4 separate regions of the Mus musculus genome follow, and all the other regions are linked to region 4. Evidence: chromatin contacts called from public HiChIP or PLAC-seq and promoter capture Hi-C data. All regions are on one chromosome and are shown on one strand. The core of a region is the stretch at or near the end of the contact, and the rest is flanking DNA. Distances in the headings are between cores, read along the strand shown. Region 1 holds the start of Shcbp1 (Shc SH2-domain binding protein 1). Region 2 overlaps Arhgef18 (rho/rac guanine nucleotide exchange factor (GEF) 18). Region 3 holds the start of Arhgef18 (rho/rac guanine nucleotide exchange factor (GEF) 18). Region 4 holds the start of Ctxn1 (cortexin 1).

Region 1 (5,165 bases), core at 1,560-4,059, 520 kb after region 4:
AGATGCTGATAGCGTTCTTAGCCCTTTGATTGGTAGAAACTAGGTTTATTAAGTTGATGCACTCCATATGCTTTTTAGCTGTATTTGTCTTTTAAATTGAAATTAAATTAAATTAAAAAATTTGCCAAGAAACAAAGTAGAAAAAGAAAGTCATCTACGGAAGACATTCATGTTTTATTTACATATTAAGAAATAATTACCATAAGAAAGCTAAGATTTCCATTACCTCACATATTTTCTTTAAATGGTGAAAATACATGATCTACTCTACTCTTCTTGCTTTTCATTAAGTCTACTTTGACAAACAGTTTCCCCATTCTTTGGGAAACCATGAAGTAAACTCTGTTTCTCTAAGTTCAGTGTTTTATTGTGACTGTTGTTTTGGTTTGGTTTTATGGAGACAGAGTTTCATGTAGCCCAGGCTGGTCTCCAACTTATTAGGTAGCCAAGCATGGCCCTTTATTCCCATTGCTCCTGCTCCTACCACTCAAGTGCTGGAATCACAGAGATGCACTATCACTCCTGACTTGTAAATGCCACTTTTAAGATTTCTCATACAATAGCATACAAGTTTAGTTCCTTACAGACAGACACTTTAAAGCTGACTCTTCATATTATAACGCTTTCACATTGGAAATACTGGCTGTTTTCTAAGGCATCTGTACATATGAAACTTTTGGCTGTTCACAAAGTACGCTTGTTGAAGAATTAAGTCACACCTATGATTTCTCACATCAACCTAACTCTGTCCATTACACATTATAACTGAATGTGTTAATATAAACTAGCTTTAAAAATCATCAAGGCCAGACACGGTGGTTCATGCCTTGAGCCTCCAGTACAGGTGGAACTCTGAGTTGGAGGCTGGCTTGGTCTACATAGTGAGTTTCAGGTCAGCCAGGACTATGTAGAGGCCCTGCCTCAAAGTAAAAAAGGAACTGGGGATGGTAGAGCTCTTTCCTAGCATATGTAAGGTCACAGTTTGGCAAATAAAATTCCCATGATTAGGTACAATGAAGCTGAGGGTTAGAAAAGCTGGGTTAGGGCTGGGGCTCTATGAGGCGACAAGGCGGCAGACCTTCTGCACTGGCTAATCAAGAGTGAAAAACCTGAAGAGATGCAGGCAGGAAAACGGAATTAGACTAGACTTGCTATACAGTCAGAGAGAGACCACCTGGACTTCTGCTGTGAGCTTTGAAAATCCCACGGCCACATTCAAGGCAGTATTAGCACCCATGTTTCTTGGTTGTCCCTTGGTCAGGCCTGAGGAGCGATGCGACAGGCATGATGGAAGTCGAGTCCTCTTACTCGGACTTCATCTCCTGCGACCGGACAGGCCATCGGAATGCAGTCCCTGACATCCAGGGAGACTCGGAGGCCGTGAGCATGCGGAAGCTCGCTGGAGACATGGGCGAGCTCGCACTTGAGGGAGAAGCACAGGCAGAGGGAAGTACCCCAGACAAGGAAGCCAGCAGCCAGCCTGAGAGCAGTGATGCGAACACCTCGTCCTGAGTCTGCCTGTGGTCCCAAGGCTGGAAGAGACCTGCTGTACCTCCCGGACTGGAGCCCTGGCCAGCCAGGCCGACTGAGAGCCTCATGGAATCCTCTGTGGCCCCCACTCCAGCCAAGTCCTCCACCCACACCGCAGGCTCCACTCTTCCCCACCTCCCCACGGTGCTCAGGTACACTCTGAAGACAACCAGCACCACGAGATATTATTTATTCAGCTAGGCGGGGCTTGAGCCAGGCCCTGCCCCTAGGTGAGCAGCTGCCACCTGGACAGGGACTGTCCTGTCACCACTCACCCTCCAGCCAGCCTGTCTGTCAGGAAGATCTTCCTAGCCCTTTTTTAAAGCTTCTTTTACATTTTTAAAAAAACATAACTTTTTCAGAGAGAGAGAGAGAGAGAGAGAGAGAGAGAGAGAGAGAGAGAGAGAGAGAGAGAGAGAGAGAGAGAAGCTGACAATCACTTTTCTTCTGCTTTGGTTTTGGGTTTTGGTTTTGTTTTGAAAGCGGGTTTAAGCTCAGTTCTGATGATCTATGCAGCTCTAAGTTTCCTCATGGCGCCTCACAGATCCAGTTTGGGGAAAGGATTTGGATTCAAAACTAACTGACCAATTCTTTGCCCTTTTTACCAAAAGACTGATACTTAGGCCCAGGAAATAAATGCTGGTGGTTTGTGTTGGAAAAAAAGAAAAAAGAAAAGAAAAGAAAAGCTGGGTCAATTCTATTTCTGGATTCTATCCAAACTCAGCTCTGCTGTCATCTGTCCCCAGTGCATAGGATGAGAGTTCAAGGTTGTTTTTAAAAAGGAGAAGCGTAGCACATGATCCCTTAGATGTAGGTTAAAAACAAATCAATCAATCAATCAATCAATCAATCAAACAAACAAAAACTTGGCTCATGAAATAAATGAATACAAAGCCCCCTGAGTCCCTTCCGTCTGGGGAATGTCCACCCAGATCCAACCCCTTCTCTTCTCCGGAAGCTGAGTCAGGAGGATAGAGAGCCTAAATTGGCCACAGTATCTCCCGACTCCGAAGTCGTGAGAGCGGGGCCAGACCCAGCACAGAACTCCCCACCCAGGTAATCGCGTCCTTAGGGTGGCCAGGCCCGGCCGGCAACCACGAAAACAGCTCTCCGACTCGGGTTGAGGTGCTCACCTTCCTTCCAGGACGCCGGTTCCTTCTCCGCCGCCAAGTCAGGTCTCGGTGGAACCATAGCTATAGGTTCCAGAACTCCACCAGCCCGCAAATCATCAGCCATTTCAAATTTACGCGGGCGGCTGTCACAAACCAGAACGCGATGACGACATCTCTAGCGTCAGTACTCGACTAGAGGAGCATCTTCAGCTTTCAGTAACTGCTCTGATAGTCCTTCAGCGCCACCTGTGGGATTGGCGGACTGTTCTCGATCAAGTTCTTCCCAGTAACAAAAGGAAGTTGAATGTTGATGTAATTTGGAATGCTTTCTCAAAAATCAGCAAGGCAAACTTGGATGTTGAGCATAGTAGAAAAGATAATGAAAGTGAAATGATTAAGATATGCCATCTTGATTGACTCTATGTTTGCTTAAAGAGTTTTTAGGTCAGTTGACCTTGGCAACACCTTTAAGATTTCCAGAGCCTTGGCCATGGTCAGAGGTATTAAACGAAATAATTAGCAAGTTATGTCTAAAATAACTACTATTTTCTGCTAATAATAAATGCTTCAAGATTACTCTAACACCCACTTTACTTTGGTTTACCTTTAAAACTATATATCCTTGAGCTTTGTCAACAAGTAAGTTTTTAGGGGCTCAAGTTTGATCTCCAATAAAAAGGACGTAAAAGTTTTAATTGGCTTAATCAGTGTGGTTGTCAATTACAGTAGATCATTACAAACAACACAAAAGCAAACAAACAAACAAACAAACAAACAAAAACATGTATGTGTTTTAGCCACTGCTAGTGAATGCTATTACGTGTGTGTGTGTGTGTGTGTGTGTGTGTGTGTGTGTGTGTGTAAATCCCTTCATGACTCAGGAGCTGGCTACAGATGAAGCAATATTAGAATGTTGGTATAAGCAGCTCTGTCACTGTCACCATCAGGAACCAGACACTGGGTAGTTTCAAGTAATGTTAAATTATATTTAGATAGGCTGTGGTGGCATATGCCTTTAATTCTACTACTCTAGAGTCAGAAGCAGAGACAGAGACAGGAGGTAGGTCTCTAGGAGTTCCAGGCCAGATTGGTCTACAAATCAAATTCCAGTTCAGTAAGGGTGATATGGTAAAACGTCTCAAAAAGTTATATTTAGTATGCTATTTGATTAACTTTTAATAAATTAAACTGTAACTAACGTTAATAGCTATTATTTACTATACAAAATACTGCCAGCAAGTTTTACCTACAATATCTTATTTAAATTTCAAAAATCATTCTATGGAGCTGGAAAAATGTTTCAACTGATGGGATATTTGCTAGACAAGCATGAGGACGTGTTTGGTCCCCAGACCCACATAAAAAACTAGATATGATAGTAACCATTTGTAATCCCAGTGCTGGAAGAGGGATGGTTTGGAGACAGGACCACCCTGGATCTTATTGGTCAGCAAGTCTATCCAAATTGGCAAAGTTCAGGTTCAGTGAGAGAACTTATCTCAAAAAATAAGGTGGGGAGCCATAGAAAAAGACACCAGACCTAATCATCTGTTATCTACACTTATGTCCACACACTCACATGAACATGCATGTATCACAAAACATATGTAAATTAATACATAAATATTTTATCAGTCTTCAGGAATTAGTCTTGCTATCCCCCAGTAATCTGCTCCTTGCTATGTACTGAAAAAGCATGTTTTCTTAAAAAATATTCCAATGAGATAAGACGTAGCAGTACGGTCTACTCATTTCACAATGAGGTACAGACCTCATGAAAAAGTTGAATAACTTCTCCAAGCTAATTCAATAGCTTTTCCATGTCCTCTTGCTCTGGTGGCTGGCTGTTAGTCATCAAGATGTCGGTGTTTGAGGTGACTAATTGAGGCCTGAGGTGAACCAGATTCTAGAGAGTTATGTTTTTTTCCCCCCTAGTCTCCCAGCCCCTTCCCAGTGGCTCCCATGAGACAAAGTTTCTTTTGTATCACCTCGTTTTGCTCTGTAGATTGCCATCTTTACCAGCTTGCCACAGGTATCTCAGTAGCACCTTAACTTAATTCTTTCTCATCCTCGATGTCACTTCTTGAGGTATGTTGTATGAAAAAAAGTCTATTTTCAGTAACAGAAAAAAAAAAAAAGAATTTCCAGAATCAAACTTTTAGTCTTTTGTAGACTAGTCTAGTCCAATGTTCTGGGAAGTTGTGCTACTCCAGGTAGAGCTCAGCTTGGGAGAGTGGAAGCATCAGTATCATTCCGTTGCTTCATCAGCCCTGGGGATGGTGGGAGACTTTTGAAGCCTCCAAACCTCAAATATATGAACCTATGGGGCTCATCTGTATTCACACTACCACACTCGACTCCCTGGCCTCCATAGGCTTATAGCAATATTATATTGTGAAAGGCATCTAGTTCAGCTTCAAAATCCCTACAGTTTATCACAGTCTCAATTCTGTTTAAAAGTCCAACATACAAATTATAAAATACAAACTGTTAATATTTAACAAACAGAATGATTATTTTAAG
Region 2 (5,160 bases), core at 85-2,584, 840 kb before region 4:
AACCCCTGATACAGTGTGAACACCACATGCGTATATTGTTACGACACATTGGAGATAGTGACCAGAATAAAGGTCACACAGGACTGGCACAGAAACAAATCTCTGGGCTCGGTGGGTAAAGGGCTTGCTGTGCCAGCACGAGGACCCGAGTTCCAATCCCTGATCCCTATGGAAAAGCCAGATGCAGTGGAGCACACCTTTAATGGCAGCACTCCTACTGTGAAGTGGGAGACAGATGACAGGATGATCACCCTGACACCTGAGAGCTAGTGTGAGACACGCACATACACGCACGCACGCACACACACAAATCAAAATTAAACAGGTTCCCCCAAGTGTTTTACATCCAGAATCCCTCAACCCTCCAGCTGTCGTCTGCAGATGAGGAGGTGACTGTTCTGGGTTTAGAGCGAGCATCCTTTCTGACTCATACTTACCTTCCAAGGTACAAGATGTCCTTTTAATTTTGCTGTGTCCCCTGAGGTGTAGAACAAAGCAGTTTATTCCTCCCACCCATGTACTTTATACTTTTCCATACTCCCTTTCCTCTCTAACATCAGAACGAGGCAAGGCAGAGAAATCGATCGGTCGTTCCCACCCTCCACCTTCCACCCCCGCTCTCATCGATCCTCAGGTGGCAGAAACGCCAGGAACTGTGAACTGCAAACTCCACCTTGCATCCGATTTTGCTCTTAATTGTCTCTCTAGCACAAGCAAGCACCTGCTAGAACTCTCCAGACCCAGGGAGCGCTTTTCAGCCTGTAACAGGAATCTCCCCCAAAGAGTAGATGACAAAATGCGGTATCAATGGTGCCTCTGTGTGGAGGGACCAGTTTTCGCTGTTGCCCCACCCCACATACACTTTTGTTTTCTCTAGAGTGGCCTTTTTACAGAAAACTGGACATTTCCATTCCAGAGCCACTTCCTTGGAGTGGCATCAGCGGGCCAGTAAGATTACTGGGACCTGTAGACTGGAAGGAGATGAGTGGCTTCCATATTTGTTGCTTTAAGATACTCATTTCCAGGCCTGGGATAGTGTAGGACACTTGCTTAGCATCAGCCTGGCCTTCTTTCCTCCACAGGACAAAAGGTTGACAGTTTTCTTTGTTCTTTCTTATTTACATTTTTATTTATTACTGTTGTGGGGGAGGTGGTGTGCATGCCATATTGGGGATTTGGAGGTCAGAGGACAACTTGCTTGCAGGAATCTGTTTCCTTTCGATCATGTGGGTCCTAGAAATCAAACTCAGGTTGCTGGGCTTGACCCCAAGCACCTTCATCCACACTGGGCATTGTCCGGCTGGCCTTGAGCCTGTGGCACTGCTCCTGCCTGGAACACCCTCTCCAAGTGCTGTAGCATTACAGATACGAGCCGTCATGCCTCCTTTAAACACTGGTGACTCTAGAAGCTTCTGTGTTCTGGGATTATACAGTAAAGGTTACAAGTGAGAAAGATCACTGAGCGCTTCATACTGGTCTTCAGGTAATTAACTCCCTGATTGCGTAAGGTGCCATATACATAAATAAGAAAAAAAAAAGTCTTTGTGGCCAGTGAAGTAGATGGCTCAGCAAGTGAAGGTTCCGGTCACAAAGGTTAATGAGTTCCCACATGGCAGAAGGAAAGAATGAATTAACTCCCACCAATTGTCGTCTGACCTCCATACCCGAGTCATGGTATACGCACACTACATAAAAACTTTAAGTCATCCTGAAAGCAGCCTGTTGTCTGTTAACAGAGAGTGAGTGGGTTTTCTTATCCCTGTGTCCGTTTTCACTGTTGGCTTAGTCCCCTCCCCCTCCTCTCTTGCAGAAACAACTCTGTGTCAATCACACAAGTGCTACCGCCACCAGGGACCTGCAGATCAATCCCGCCTCTCGGCAGGGAGAGCAGACAGTGCTAATTGGGCTCTAGAGTAACTTTTGTTTTCCCTTCCCAACACTGGAGATCCAGACCAGGGCTTTTGTGAATGCCCGGCAAGCAAGCTGCCCATCCAGATCAGCATTTTTCCACTTTAAGAAGGGGTCTCAGGGAGGCTAGGATGGGTCACCAGTTTGCTATCTAGCTGAGGATGTCCTTAAACTCTTGATCCATCTGCCTCTACCTTCTCAGTGGGGGTAGATTACAGGCAGGTGCTACCGTGCCTGGCTTATTCAATGATGGGATTGAATAAACCCAGGAATTCAGGTCCCAGGGCTTCCTAAAGGCTAGGCAAGTATTAGACCGTCCCCCCAAATTGTCTTTACAGATAGTTTTAGGCAACAGCAAGCTACATTTCCCTGTGTGGCCAGGTCTGAACCACACTCACACTGCCCCCCATGGCTGTCTGCTTTAGGAAAGCAGGCATCAGGAGATGTTTTCCACACTCCCCCCCCCCCCCCCCATGGCTGTCTGCTTTAGGAAAGCAGGCATCAGGAGATGTTTTCCTGTCTCAGAGCTGAATGACTCATGCAGGTGGAATGATGGAATGATGGGCTTCAGACCAGAAAAATGGCAGCTCCCAACCCAGCTGTGAGTGTGTGTTTGCCTAGCAGCTTTATTGAGGCACAGTTCACATACTGGCCCAGCTGGTCTCTTAAGTCTGCAGCCCAGTGGCTTTTAGTGAGCATAATCAAGTTTAGAACTTCCAGAGGTGGGCTGGAAATGTAGCTCAGCGGGTAGAGCATTTCTTCAGCATGCACTGAGCAAGCCCTGGGTTCCAGCCCCAGCACAGCATAAACTGTCAGCCATCCCCAGTACTAAGGAGGTGGAGGCAGGAGGATCAGGAGTTCGATACCGGCATGGGATACATGTTCATGATTATCTTCCCGGACCTTGCCCAGCCTAGACATTGCCTATCCATGCATTCATGCAAACAGCAGTCTTTTGAGTTTGATTTCTAAATATTTGGAGTTTTTTTTTATTATTACTTACTATTATGTGCATGTGGATACATGTGCACCATTACATGTATGTGGAGAGCAGAGGAAACTTCCGGACATTTGTCCTCTCTTTGCACCTCGTCAAGGGAAGGGTTTCTCCACCACTCCGCTTTCTACTCCAGGGAGCTGGTCTGAACCCACCTCCCATCTTGCTATAGGATTTGGTGAAGTTACAGATGCATCACATCCAACTTTCATTGTAAGATTAATTTTATTTTAGAGCATGTGAATGTGTGTGGGTGTGTGTACATGTATGTTTGTGCTCAAGAAAGCACGGGGTTTCCAGGTCCCCTGGAGCTGGAGTTACAGATGGTTATGAACCATCCAGTGTATGTGCTGGTAACCAAACTCAGGTCCTTTGCAGGAGCAGTGCATGCTCTTGACCACTGAGCCATCTCTTTAGCCCCAAATTTAGCTTTTCCACACACTCGGTTTGTCAGGCATCAAGTACTTTTCCCCACTGAGCCTTCCTTTTTGCTGGACCTGACTTGCCTGCAGAGCATGGTTGTGTTCTTCGATAGCTAGACAGCATTTCCCTGGCTACACTGGAGCACACTGGAGTCAGCTGTGACCAGTGGGCTGGTAGATGATTGAGCAGTTTCTACTACTGACTTCCACGGACTGCACTGCTGTGAACGGTCCATTTTGGCACAGCTTTAACACATATCCAGGATGATTACAGCGTTTCTGTGGGAGTGTGGATGTGCATGTGGCACTTACCCTTCCTTGTGCACGCAGAAGCCAGAGGTCAACATCCGGCACCTTCCTCAGCCAGTCTCCACCTCAGTTTTTATTAAGATTTATTTTTTAAAGATTTATTTATTTATTTATGTATTCTGTGTAAGTACACTGTCTTCAGACGCTCCAGAAGAGTGTGTCAGATCTCGTTACGGATGGTTGTGAGCCACCATGTGGTTGCTGAGATTTGAACTCAGGACCTTCGGAAGAATAGTCAGTGCTCTTAACCGCTGAGCCATCTCACCAGCCCCAAGATTTATTTTTTGTGTATGAATGTTTGCCTCCATGTCTGTATATGTGTACTGTTTATGTAGAGGAGCCTATGGAGGCCTAAACAGGACATCAGATTCTCTGGAACTGGAATTGCAAATGGTTGTATCTGTGTGCCACGTGTGCTCAGTGCCATCCTAAGGAGGCCAGAAGTAGGCATCAGATCCCCTGAGAGCTGGAGTCACATGGTTTGTAAGCTGTCATTCGGGTCAGGGAATCTTTTTGTTTTTGTTTGTGTCTTGATTTTTCCCTATGTAGTTCTGGAACTTGCTCTGTAAGCTAGTTTGTCCTGGAATTTGCCCTGTAGACAGGGCTGGTCTTGAACTCAGAGATACTGATGCTCTCTGCTTCCCAAGTACTGAGAAATTAAAAGCGTGCACCACCACTGCCCCGCTTGGGTTGGGGGATCTTAACCTAGGTCCTCTGGAAGAGCAGCCAGTGCCTTGCCTGCTGAGTGCCTCAAGCCCCTCCACCTTGACTCTGAGACACATTCTTCCCCTGACCTTGAAGTTCATTATTTTGGCTACCCTAGCCAGCTGTCCAGCAAAGTCTTGCTGTCTGCACGTGACAACACAGGTTCCAGGCATGCACGGCTTTTACGAGAATGCTGGTGACATACACGCAGTTCTCTTGCTTTCACTGCAAGCATTCCTAACCTGCTGAGCCAATTCTTTTAACATTTTCCAAAGCAGCACAAGGCTTCCATCCTGTGTAGCATGGTAAATGCTGTTTAGAAGAAGTGAGAGAGAAACACATGGTTTCATTTGTCCCAGCAGGCAGACCTCCAGGTCTCTGGGCCGCTGGTGTGTGGAGAATGGCTGGGCCTGTTTGATCAGGTGTGATATACGACGTGCAACCACTGGAGGAACTGTCACAGAGGAAGCCTAGCTCACAACTGACTAGAAACGGGCAGCACAGCACTGCATACAGGGCATACTGGGAGAAAGCAGAAATGTAGACAAAATCCTCATGGGTAGCTTTTTCTAGAAGAAGCAAGAATGGACAGGGTTCAGTTTGATAGGTGGGGAGGGGTGTCCAATGACCCTTTCATGGGAGTTGCCTAAGGCCATCAGAAAACACAGATATACAGTTATGAAGTGTCAATGGAAATAATTTTATATTGGGGAGAAGGGGTAGTGACGTGGTGAATTAGTTAAACCAGTTTGGCTCCAAGTAGGTCACACACATCACAGCTGCCTAAGAGCTCTCTGGATTCACGAATGAAAGACACAC
Region 3 (5,091 bases), core at 1,101-3,600, 910 kb before region 4:
CTCCTTTGGGGTGGTTTGAATAGGAAACACCACCCATAGGCTTGTGTATTTGAACATTTGGTCCCCAGTTGGTGGTACTGTTTGGAGAGGTTATAGAACTTTTGGGGTACAGCATTGCTGGAGAAAGACTGCCACTAGGGATAAGTCTTGAGAGTATGTAGCTTCACTGCCCTTCCAATTTGCACTCTGCTTCTTGGTGGTAAATAAAGATGTGATCTCTCAGCTTCCAACCCCTGCTTCCTTGCCTTCCTGGCATTAAAGTACATCTAGCCTGTTGCACTCACCTCGTCCAGCAAGAAAAACGCAACACAGTCGGATTCTTCTCAACAGCCTTCTTTATTTCAGGAACACCTTGCTACGGGAACTCCGGAAACCCAGGAAGGACTGCTTATATACACCCCAGCACTGGGGAGAGCTATGTGTCCTCCTGGGATTGGTCAGTCTGCCGGCACTTTGATTTGTATGCACCTGCTCGGGAGGGGTTGGCGCCAGATTCGGGCTATCGCCTGCGCAGTGGCGTTGTTTATGGCGACGGTGTACCGGAGGCCGGCGCCATCTTTTAGGCGCCCGGCTGCCTACACTAGCCCTCTGGAACTGTAAGCCAAAACACACTTTCTTCTGTTGCTCTTGCTTGTGGTGCATCCTGTGTGCCACGGCATGGCCTCACTGTCTATACTCTATGTGTGTTCACCTGTGCATACAGTTCCACATATATGTGCAGAGCCCAGAGTATAATGTGTGTCTACTCAGAGCTTTCTGCGCGTATAGACACTACTATTCTACACAGCATGTGTGTAACTGTGCTCAGCTTCTCATGTCTGTGCAAAGACCAATGTATCCACCCAGGAATCTCTGCATGTGTGAATGCTGCTATTTGTACATTACTGTTTCCCAGAGGGCCACATTTGAGAACTCACAAGAGTTTCATGCTAAGAGACCACTCACTCAGTTCCAGTGTGGAGCCAAGTTTAAACCCTTCTTCTGCTCACCTTTTCAGGTACTGGTGTACCCATCCTGGTAGGAGTGAAGATAGTCTATATTCATTCCTATTATTAAGTGTGTATGTGTGTGTGCACATGTGTGCATATGTGTGCGTGTACCTGTATGTGTATTTGTTTGTGTGTGTATATATATGAATGTATATATGCAGGTGGCTGTGGGTATGTGCGTTTGTCTGTATATGAATATGTGCTTGTGTGTGCAACTGTCTGGGGTATGTGTGTTTGTCTGTGTGTGGATATGTGCGTGTGTGTGCATGCAATTGTGTTGGGTGCCTATAGAGGTCAGAAGGGGCACAGGACCTTCTATAGCAGAAATTAAGCAGTTATGAGCCACCCAGTGTAGGTGTTGGGAACTGAACTCAGGTCCTCTAGAAGACTAGCAAGCACTCCTAACCACTGAGCCATCTCTCCAGCCCTGCGCATACCTCTTGCCTTCTATTTAAACCTACATCTAATACCAGGTCTCTAAGGATGGACTTGGAGGGGAGAGGTGGGAGGAGCAGGGGGCCGTTTGGTCCTCTTACAGGTGCAGCAACCCTGAATAGATACATTTTTTCTACTTCTCACTGTTGTTTGCCCTGGTTGCCTAGACTTCCTCTGAAGACTGGGCTGGCCTCAGATTCAGAGGTGCGCCTGTCTCTGCCTGCCCAGTGGGATTGAAGGCGTGCACCACCACATGCACTTATTTTTGAGACAATGTCTCTCACTGAACCTGGAACACTGGATCAGACTGGGTAGCCTGCCCTTCCCTGGGATTCTCCTATCTGCCAGCTCAGTACTGGAGTTCTCACAGGTGGCCTTACCACACCCTGACTTTATTTAGTCAGGTGGGGGTGGGGAACTAAAATCAATTCCACTTGCTTGCACAGCAAGCACTTGACCCTTTGAGCCATTTCCTCGACTGACTTTCTTAGAATGAGTCGCTGAATCTGGTTTGTTAGGAGACTGCCAGGACTCAAGCTCTAACCTTAACAGCTCTGGTAACAGTGCGTTAGTTGAAGAAGTGGAGTTAGCGGTAGTGGCAGTATTTACACCGGGAAAACAGACAGATACCAAGCAGAATGATCGCTGGTAGACATTTACAAACCCAGCGTTCAGCTCCACATGTTTCCATGGGTCCACACACCCACATATGTGTCTGTCCCCATGTGTGTTCCAGCGTGTGTCTGTCTAGAGACATGTGACTTGCATGTCCCATGTGTCTCTGTTTGTGTGCCCGAGTGTTAGGGTGAGGCCCTCACACCCCGTTCCTCTTCAGCAGTTGGCGCCACAGGAAGCTGCCGGGTGGGGGTTCAGTGCTGCTGCCTCCCCTCCCCTCCCCTCGTGGGAGGCTTTACATTCTTTACTTTACTTCCCCGTGACGCCTACGGCAGGTACAGGCTGAGGGTGGACTCCCAGATCCTCATAACCCACCTCCATTTGTTTTCTCCTCTCCTTGCTGACCCCTGCTGCCTGCTGCTCAATATTGATGAAGACAACCATAAAAAGCCGGTGGCTTAGAAAGAGGAAACTGGGCAGAGTTGAGCCACTCTGTGGTTAGCCTGGCTCATGTGTCCCTTGAAACCCTGGTTGTGTGACATGGGAGCTGCAAGAGCTGTTAACAAAGCCAGTTACCTACCTGAGCAAGAATCGGGAACTCATGGGTGAGTGACTATCTTGAAGAGTGGTGGGCACTTCGGGATCTGCACGTCTGAGAGTCTGTGAGGCAGGAGATTGACTCCTATAGCCGGGACACAACAGTAAGAGAGTGGGGCAGCTGTTTGCACTGCAGAGATCAGGAATCCTAAAATGACCCTGGAGGGTGCTGGGGAGATAGCTCAATTGATAGGGTGCTTGCTTAGCATGGGCAAAGTCCTGGGTTTCATCCCCAGCACTGCATAAGTCAAAGCTGGGTGTTGTACGCTGTCAAGCATCACTTGGGAGATGGAGGCAGGAGGATTAGAGGTTTAGGTTATCCTCAGCTACATAGGGAGTTCAGAGGCCACCTGGTCTAGAGGAGACCTATGATGGAGTCTGAAGGAACCTTTTGTAAGCAAAGCCTGTGTGGGGACGGAGGAGTAGGGGGCCAGGGATGAGGGAGGAAGTCTAAGCGCCTTTTCAGCAGGTGTCCGTGTTTTGCCTTGTTCTGTTTTGTTTTGCTTTTGAATCTGGGTCTCACCATGCAGTCCAGGCTTGCCTCCAACTCCCAGCATTCCTACTTGTGCCTCCCCAGTTCTGGGGTAACAGGTATGCACGCATACCACCACACTGCAGCTTGACCTCTTCACCTTTCAAAGCATTGGCTCTGGGGTTTTGTTCAGCCTTGCCTGACACAGACTTGGAGAATCCTGTCTGCAAAGCAAAATTTTAAGGCTGACATCTGCTGAAAAGCCGATCTTTCCAGGTCTTCCAAATGGGGACCACCCTCTGCTCAATAGCCCTCCAGCTGTAGGCCCTTAACCCTGGGGAGTCACTGGTGGCTCCCTTTGTGGCCCAGTTTGAGGAACCTCCCACAACAACTGCCGGAATGGAGTGAGGTGAGGAGGCAGGCTGTGGTTTGTACCAGGCACACCCAAGACTACAGTTTCCTCAGTTTCTGTTGACTTTGTGCACTCTCGGGTGTAGGAAGGCGACCCCTGGAGCCATGTATCAGTGGATTTAGAGCTGACCACTCTAACGGAGGTGGTGAGTTAGGTAGGAGACAGGCTTTGAATGTGGCTCCCACAGGGCTGACCCTCCAAGAGAGTCACCCTGGTTTCTGAGGGAAAACTCCAAGTTGTACCCACCTTTAAGCACCCTTCTTGTGACTGTAAATTCCTGTCTGAGGCAGCTTTTCATGGGTCTTGAAGAGGACCTAGGGAGATAACACAGAATAAGAACTTGGTTCAGCTCCCCTAAACTCATGAAAAAAAAAAACAGGTTTTGAGCATGGTGGTGCAGGCCTGATAGCTCAGCACTGTGGAGGCAGAGACAGGATCACTGAAGCTCTCCGACTAGCCAGTTTAGCTGAATCAGTGAACCTCAAGGAGAGTCAGGGAAAGCCGGTCTCGAAAATAAAAATAAGAAAAAATAAGGTGGGAGCCAGCAAGACGGTTCAGCAGGTAGAGGCTAAGCCTGAGGACCCGAGCCTGAGCCCTGGGATCCATACGTTGGAGAGAGAACTGACTCCTGCAAGTTGCCCTCTGACCTCTGCTCACGTTCTGTGGATTGTGCCCACACGTGCAAATTAATAATCAACTAATAATTAACTAAGTTTATAAAAAAGACAGAAAGCGATTGTGGGAAACACTCCATGTCAACCTCCTGCCTCACACACATACACACTTGTACACACACCAGCATGTGCTCATGCATAGGTCACGCGCATGTGGTTAACTGCAAACTCCTCAGTGAATCTGGACTGAACCATCTCTGACCCCCAGGTCTCCCCAACTCCCAACACCGATCTAGGAATGCGCTTGGGCTCACTCCTGTGGTTAGTGCTGGAGCGTCATTTTAGATAGGTCATGTGTTCGAATCCTAACATTCCCACCTCTGGGTGACATTGCACAACCTCTCTGGGCTTCTATGTGAGGAAAAAGTCCCGAGGTCACACACGAGAGATGGTTGAGCTTGGTGCCTGGCAGATTGTAGCAGCTCAGAAAACATCAGTCACCCCGCCCTTTCCTTTGTTCTGTGTTCTTGTGGTGAAGTCTTGCTTCCTGGGCTGTCCCCACCCATAAAACATGTATATGTCACAGGCACTTCCTGTGTTTTACCTCAAAAGAAAGCCCAGTGGAGTCGGAGGGGTAGTTTGGTGGCGAAGAGTACTTGCTGTTCTTGCAGAGAACCAAGGTTCAGTTCCAAGCACTCACGTGGGGTGGCTCACAACCACCTGTAATTCCAGCTCCAGAGAGCACAGCACCCTCTTCTGATCTCCAAGGGCATTGCATGTCCAGTGCTCATATGGTAGGTATACATACATGTAGGAAAAACACATACATAAAATAAAAAGAAATAAATCCTCTTTTAAGGCTCATAATATACCCATCCCTCAGTTAGTTCCACTGCCCCTATTTCTCTGAGATTTTCTGTTTCCTTTATCCACTATCAACCTAAGTCTGAAAATCCT
Region 4 (5,326 bases), core at 339-2,838:
AATAGCTTTTATTATAATTGCCACGGTTCAGAGGCGGGGAGGTGTGAAAGGCAAGGGAAGGGCATGGGGACAAGGGGGACATGGGAGAGGTGGGACAAAGGAAAGGCACTCTAACCTGTGCTGGGGCCGAGTCTGGGAAGGGGATGAGCCTGCTTGTACTCCCGCACATAAAGTGCCAGATATTATCAACACAAGCAGCAGCCATGGTGGGGTTTCTGGGTCTGTCTCTGAGGCAAACTGTACCGTGCATTATAGGTAGGCAGCGTCCAATGTGAGTCGAAGAAAGCCTGCCTGCCAGGGCCAGGACTCAAGGAGTGCACTGAAATTGAGGATGACCATAACAAAGAAATAAGAGATAAGAGGTGTCCGCATTTCCAGGAAAGAATGTAGCATGCCTGGTAGTTGGGGAAAGCTGAGGTTGGTGCGGGGTCCTTCACTCACCAGGGACTCAGTGTTGAGGGATCAGCAATGAGGATAAGTATGTAGAGAGAAGGGGACAGGGTAGATAAAGGCACCAGGTGGGGTTCTGGCCTGGCCAGGAAGGAAGATGGGTAGCTAAGGTAGGTAAGGACTGGACTTCTCCGAACGCCCTCAACTTCGAGCTAGGGCATCTAGGCATAACCCTGAGCACAGTCCAGGCTGGTGGCACCCCTCCACGGGGATGACCCTAAGGACCTGCCCCGACTGGTTCCCCATCACACCAACGCATAGTCGAACTGCCCGCGTTCGAGCGCCTCCTTGTGGTCGGTCCAGGACGAGGCGGGCATGCGGCTGTAGGGGTCTAGCAGTATGCGCACACAGCGCACCATCAACAGAACCAACACCACGAGCAGGCAGAGCACGAAGGCGAACACCGTGCGTTGCTCGACGTCCAGGCCCGCGCCCACCGGGGGCCCCGTCGACGGCGGCAGCGGCTCCGGTGATAGTGTCCACGCCGAACTCATAGCTCACATCGCCGCGCTCTGAGGAGAGAGGGGTACCCACCCCGGGGTCCGCGGGGATGAGGCTATGCCCTTCCTGCACCTCCATCCACCCCTTCTGGAGTAGCCCCTTTGCTGTATCCCACAGCATCATCTCTGTCCGTGTTGTCGTCTCCGGGCTACGCCCATGCCCCGCCTGTGCGCTCCGCCGCCACAGCCACGCGGGGACTCAACTCCAGCGGTGCGCGCAGGTGGGGTCGCTGAGAGCCGGGACAGGTCAGCTTAGATCTGCCCAGCCCGCGCACAACAGGTGCGATCGCGCTGGGACAGAGACCAGAGCTGCACTGTTTGAACTGGTCCCCGCCCCGCTCCCTTTGTTCTCCAAGGCCCAAGACCCCCCTCCCCCACCGTAGCCGACTCCCGGGCTACAACGCGCCCCCCTCACCCTTGGTCCTAGACGGGGACCGGCCGCCCTGCAGCCCCTCTCTCTCTCTCTTTCTCGGAACTCGTGCGCTGCTTTGCTCTGGTCTTCCCGGGTGGCAGTGGTAGCGGCGGAGGCTGTGGCAGCCCCGGCTCAGCCCACCCCACCCGCCCCTGGAGCGGTGGAGACCGAGGGAGGAAGGAGAGCCGCGCGCCAGCCCAGCCGCCGCGGCTGTTCCCATGGCGACGAGGGCGGGGCTGCGAGGGGGTGGTGGCTGTGTTAGGAGCGGTGCCTGGGCTTGTGACCCCGCCCCGGCCTGCCTATCGGAAGGCTGAACCTTCCCACCGCTGTGCCAGCCCAGACAGCCTCAGCTTCCAGCTCCTAGAGCACCCAGGACCTCGCCAGGACATGGGCATTTACGCCTCTCCCACGGAAGCCTCTCCTAACCTCGGTGTCTGTATCCGTATTCTTCCCGGGCAACCCCTTACCCCAGTCTCTGTTAGTTAAGCCCCGAAGCCTTAGGGAACCCCGAATTCAACTGAGACCCCAGACAGCTGGGATGCTTATTCTTCCCACAAAAGGGCAGGGTGTTGGCCCGAGAAAGCAGCACTCTCTCTGGCTACAATCCTTCACTGACCTAGGTCTCTGACAGGCCCTCAGTCCCAGCCTTCCCAGCAGAGAGGTACACTTCAAACCGTTCAAACTGCTCTTCTGCGCTTTGGTGTTTTATTAGGTCCAGATCTTAGGCTTATGTACAGGAAGTAAGAGCACTGATTTAAAAACAAAAACAAAACAAAACAAAAGGACCTAAAGTGGCTTGGAAGGCAATGCCAGTGGACTACTTAGAACAGCAGGCCAGGCCTCACCCGACAGGAGTCCTGGGCTGGGGCCTTCTGACACTGCCAGCAACCCCTGTGACGGACGCACTGGGAGACAGTCCCCATCCTGCTAGACACCCCAAGCTCTTCCCTTGTCCAGCTGGTTTCACAGCTGCCCTGAAGAACTTGGGGCAGAAGCTTGTTCACAGCTGTATCAGATGTGGCAAAGTGTCTCTGTGTGTCTGTCCCATGATGGTCTAGCCTCGAGCTGCCTAGACTCCATTGCTGCCCTCAGAGGATCTGCTCTGTGCTGGAGGCTGAGATGTCCAGAAGGCGCCAGGCAGCATAAGGGTTGAGCTCCTCCTGGTCTCTGCAGAGTGCCCACACGTACAGCATTCGCTGCACCTTGTCCTGTGAAGACCGGGCAGGGTGAGGGGTCAGGCTTGGTGGGTGTACAGAAAGAAGGGCTACTGAGGGGGACAGGGAAGGGGTTCCCGGGCTGCTGGCTCTGGTCAGTGGTCAGATGAAACGGTGCTCTGACTTCAAAAAGCTCTCAATTCGTACTTGTGGTGCTTCTGCCTGGCTCTGTGCTGGGGAGGCGTGCAATGCACAGGGCCCTGTATGTGAGAAGCACTCCCAAACCTCCATTCCCTTGATTACCACTCACCGGGTCACCATCATACACCTCGCCTTTGGAGTTCTTGATCACCATCACCACCTGGGCCTGAAAGGTAACGATCAGCACTGGGCCCTGCTCCATCATCTTGCCCATGGCCAGCTGCAGGAAACACACAAGTACAGGCCTCAGAACTGTACACCTCCACCCAATGCTCACAACCCTGGAGATGAAACGCCCCAAAGTTGCACTCTGTACTTGTCCTATAGTCTGACACTTTGCCGTGCTAAAGGTATGGTACCACCCTCCCCGACTTTAGAGGAGTGATTTTTTTCCAATGAGCTCCTTCTCATGGGCAACTCCAGGCCTTCAACTGTGGGATTTCTCTGTTCCCAGACTGGGTCCATGCAGGTTCATAAAACCAAGGGGTGAAGGAAGGCAGGAAGTTGGCTCCACTTTGCCTGCAGCTCCTACGAGGTAAGAAGTTCTGGTGACGGAAGCTGAACTGCCTGTTAGGGGCCCACGCTGCAGAGGCAGGGGCACCACTGCCAGTGGAGCTCAAGGGCTCAGCACCTGCCCAATAACACAGGATCCTGGATGCAGGATGAGCTGCGTCCTGATAAACACGCTTGAAAGTATCATGGAAAACTCATTAAAACACCAAATGAAATAAGCATCCTAGCCAAGTACAGGTAAGCAAAATTAGCTTCATTTTGTAATTAATAGGTAATGCAAAGCCTATTTTTATTTTGATACAGGGTCTCAGGTAACATAGGGTGGCCTTACTCACAATATAGTTATGAATGGCCTGAATCCCACTGCCTCAGCCTTCAAATGCTGGGATTATAGGCATGAGCTACCACACCCACTAACAAAGAGTATTTTACAATAAAGTCATTTAGCTCAGATTACCCTTAAACTCATGGGATCTTCCTGCCTCAACTTCCAGAGTGCTTGAATTCTAGGTGTGTCTCTCGATGCCTGGCTCACCGCATAGAATTTTGTTTTTATTTTTCATTTTTTGTATGAATAGCATGTGTGCTAATATGTGCACACAAACACAGACCAGCCCTCTCCTCAAAACCAACCAAACATCAACCAATCACTCAAGCCACATTGTTTGGCTGGAAATCACTTACACTTCAAGCGCAGAAATACGGAAAGCTTTGAGAGGCAGGTCAACAGTTTTGTTTGTTACCATCCTAGGAATTCAAGCCGGTGCCTTACAAATGCTAAGCCAGGACTCTTAGCACTGGCATATCCCCAGGCCTTGTCTTACTTTCTCTTTTGAAACTGTGTCACAAAGTTACCTAGATGAGTGTGGAACTCACTCTGTAGCCCAAGCAGCCCTGCCGTGAGTATGGGGGATCGGCAGGTCTGGCTTCATTTATAGGCTATGTCAGCTGCTGCTTCACTCTGACTGTCTGCTTCCTTGGGGATGACTTACGTCCACATTGCTGATGTCCAGAATTCGGGAGTGGAACTGGAAGCCCAGAGCCTTGGCCTGCTGGATAGGGTGGGCCAGCTGGCTGTAGGTCTGCAATGAGAGGCAATATGCCCATGTAGTCAGCCACTGATAGGGGTTGGGTTACACCCAGAGGTATAGCCACTTTTATATGCCCTAACACCCAAACTGGCAGAAGCCAAGAGCACAAGTCCAAGCCCAGAAGGATGCCACTCTTGGCTGGCCAGACCTGCACACTTCTCATTATGGAAAGAGCCATACGTCCAAGTAGGATCAGTATTAATCAGTGTAGTGGGTAATTCACAGCATCATCCGAAGTACACTCCCAGGGTAAGCTGGGGGACTCTTGGCTGATCTCTACTGTTCCCAGATTCACCTCCCCTGGAATCTTGGCCTGGATTCAAATGCCGTTTCTAGGATTTGTCCCAACCCTTTGGGCTGCCCTAGAACTCACAGCTTAAGTAGCCTCTCTCACAGAACATCCAACGTGCCACCCTCCACTGCCCCAAGAGCCTGGGGGACATGTAGCCACAAGGAGAGCAGTTTGAGCTTGGAGTCAACTAAGACAGGAAATGGCCTGAAGGCATTTCTGGACTTCAGAAATAACAGATGCTGAACAGAAGTGGGAGTGGCTCGAATAAGCAGTAGTGCTAGGTTGGGGAGATGGCTCAGTGATTAAGCACTTTTTGCACAATTATGATGACCTGAGTTCAAATCTCCATAATCCATGTAAAGTTGGGCGTATGTAATCTCAGCATTCCTGAAGTGAGATGGGAAGTGGGGACAGGAGCTCTGGAAACCCTTGGCCAGCCAGCCTGGTGCACACACAGTGGTGAACAAGATACCCTGTCCCACACAAGATAAGAGATGAGGATCAGCACTGGAGACTGTCCTATGGCTTCCACACAGCATTGTGGCACAAACACATTATACACACACAAAGGAGTGCCAACCCTACCTGGTGGGTTTCTGCTGTTTATTGCTATAGAGATAAGGGTTTCATGTAGCTCAAGGTAGCCATGAAGCAAAAAATGAGCCTGGGGCTGGAGATCCGGAGTTCAATTCCCAGCAACCACATGGTGGCCC

Evidence for each region. Promoter capture Hi-C pulls out the DNA fragments that hold promoters and counts their contacts. HiChIP or PLAC-seq counts read pairs in DNA pulled down with a chosen protein or histone mark.
Region 1: a contact with region 4 is called in a promoter capture Hi-C map of erythroid cells, with 4 times the contacts expected there. The contact joins the promoter of Shcbp1 here to the promoter of Ctxn1 in region 4. A contact is called at or near these places in 2 of 39 promoter capture datasets (cranial neural crest and erythroid cells) and 2 of 115 datasets of contacts at active chromatin or transcription factors (craniofacial prominence and effector CD8 T cells).
Region 2: an H3K27ac HiChIP or PLAC-seq map of epiblast stem cells shows a contact between it and region 4, with 5 times the contacts expected there. The contact joins the enhancer-like site here to the promoter of Ctxn1 in region 4. A contact is called at or near these places in 2 of 39 promoter capture datasets (hippocampal neurons and neutrophils), 2 of 115 datasets of contacts at active chromatin or transcription factors (embryonic stem cells and epiblast stem cells) and 1 of 9 other capture datasets (liver).
Region 3: an H3K4me3 HiChIP or PLAC-seq map of pro-B cells shows a contact between it and region 4, with 5 times the contacts expected there. The contact joins the promoter of Arhgef18 here to the promoter of Ctxn1 in region 4. A contact is called at or near these places in 1 of 39 promoter capture datasets (neutrophils), 1 of 484 Hi-C or Micro-C datasets (embryonic stem cells), 1 of 115 datasets of contacts at active chromatin or transcription factors (pro-B cells) and 2 of 9 other capture datasets (embryonic stem cells and liver).

Annotation. Positions count from the first base shown.
Region 1 is chr8:4,776,758-4,781,922 of GRCm38.p6, forward strand. Shcbp1 (Shc SH2-domain binding protein 1) reads right to left here and starts at 2,810. Exons shown (of 13, transcript NM_011369.3): 1 at 2,664-2,810. The coding sequence starts at 2,766. It also overlaps the pseudogene Gm6334.
Region 2 is chr8:3,415,832-3,420,991 of GRCm38.p6, forward strand. All of the region lies in intron 10 of Arhgef18 (rho/rac guanine nucleotide exchange factor (GEF) 18), which reads left to right. Among named protein-coding and RNA genes, the nearest start is that of Gm46029, 8.4 kb to the right of the region's middle. Within about 2 kb of position 1,335, at least 122 of the 459 cell types and tissues checked have an H3K27ac peak or open chromatin away from gene starts, as enhancers often do. A contact at or near this core is called in embryonic stem cells, epiblast stem cells and liver, where this site is marked.
Region 3 is chr8:3,351,087-3,356,177 of GRCm38.p6, forward strand. Arhgef18 (rho/rac guanine nucleotide exchange factor (GEF) 18) reads left to right here and starts at 2,351. Exons shown (of 29, transcript NM_001370668.1): 1 at 2,351-2,644. The coding sequence starts at 2,641. It overlaps Gm30369 (a long non-coding RNA gene), which reads right to left and starts at 4,623. Exons shown (of 5, transcript XR_870091.2): 1 at 4,513-4,623; 2 at 3,767-3,834; 3 at 2,620-2,721.
Region 4 is chr8:4,257,686-4,263,011 of GRCm38.p6, forward strand. It overlaps Ctxn1 (cortexin 1), which reads right to left and starts at 1,589. Exons shown (of 2, transcript NM_183315.2): 1 at 1,366-1,589; 2 at 1-962. The coding sequence starts at 944. The coding sequence ends at 696. It overlaps Timm44 (translocase of inner mitochondrial membrane 44), which reads right to left. Exons shown (of 13, transcript NM_011592.2): 11 at 4,223-4,312; 12 at 2,827-2,937; 13 at 2,046-2,570. The coding sequence ends at 2,451.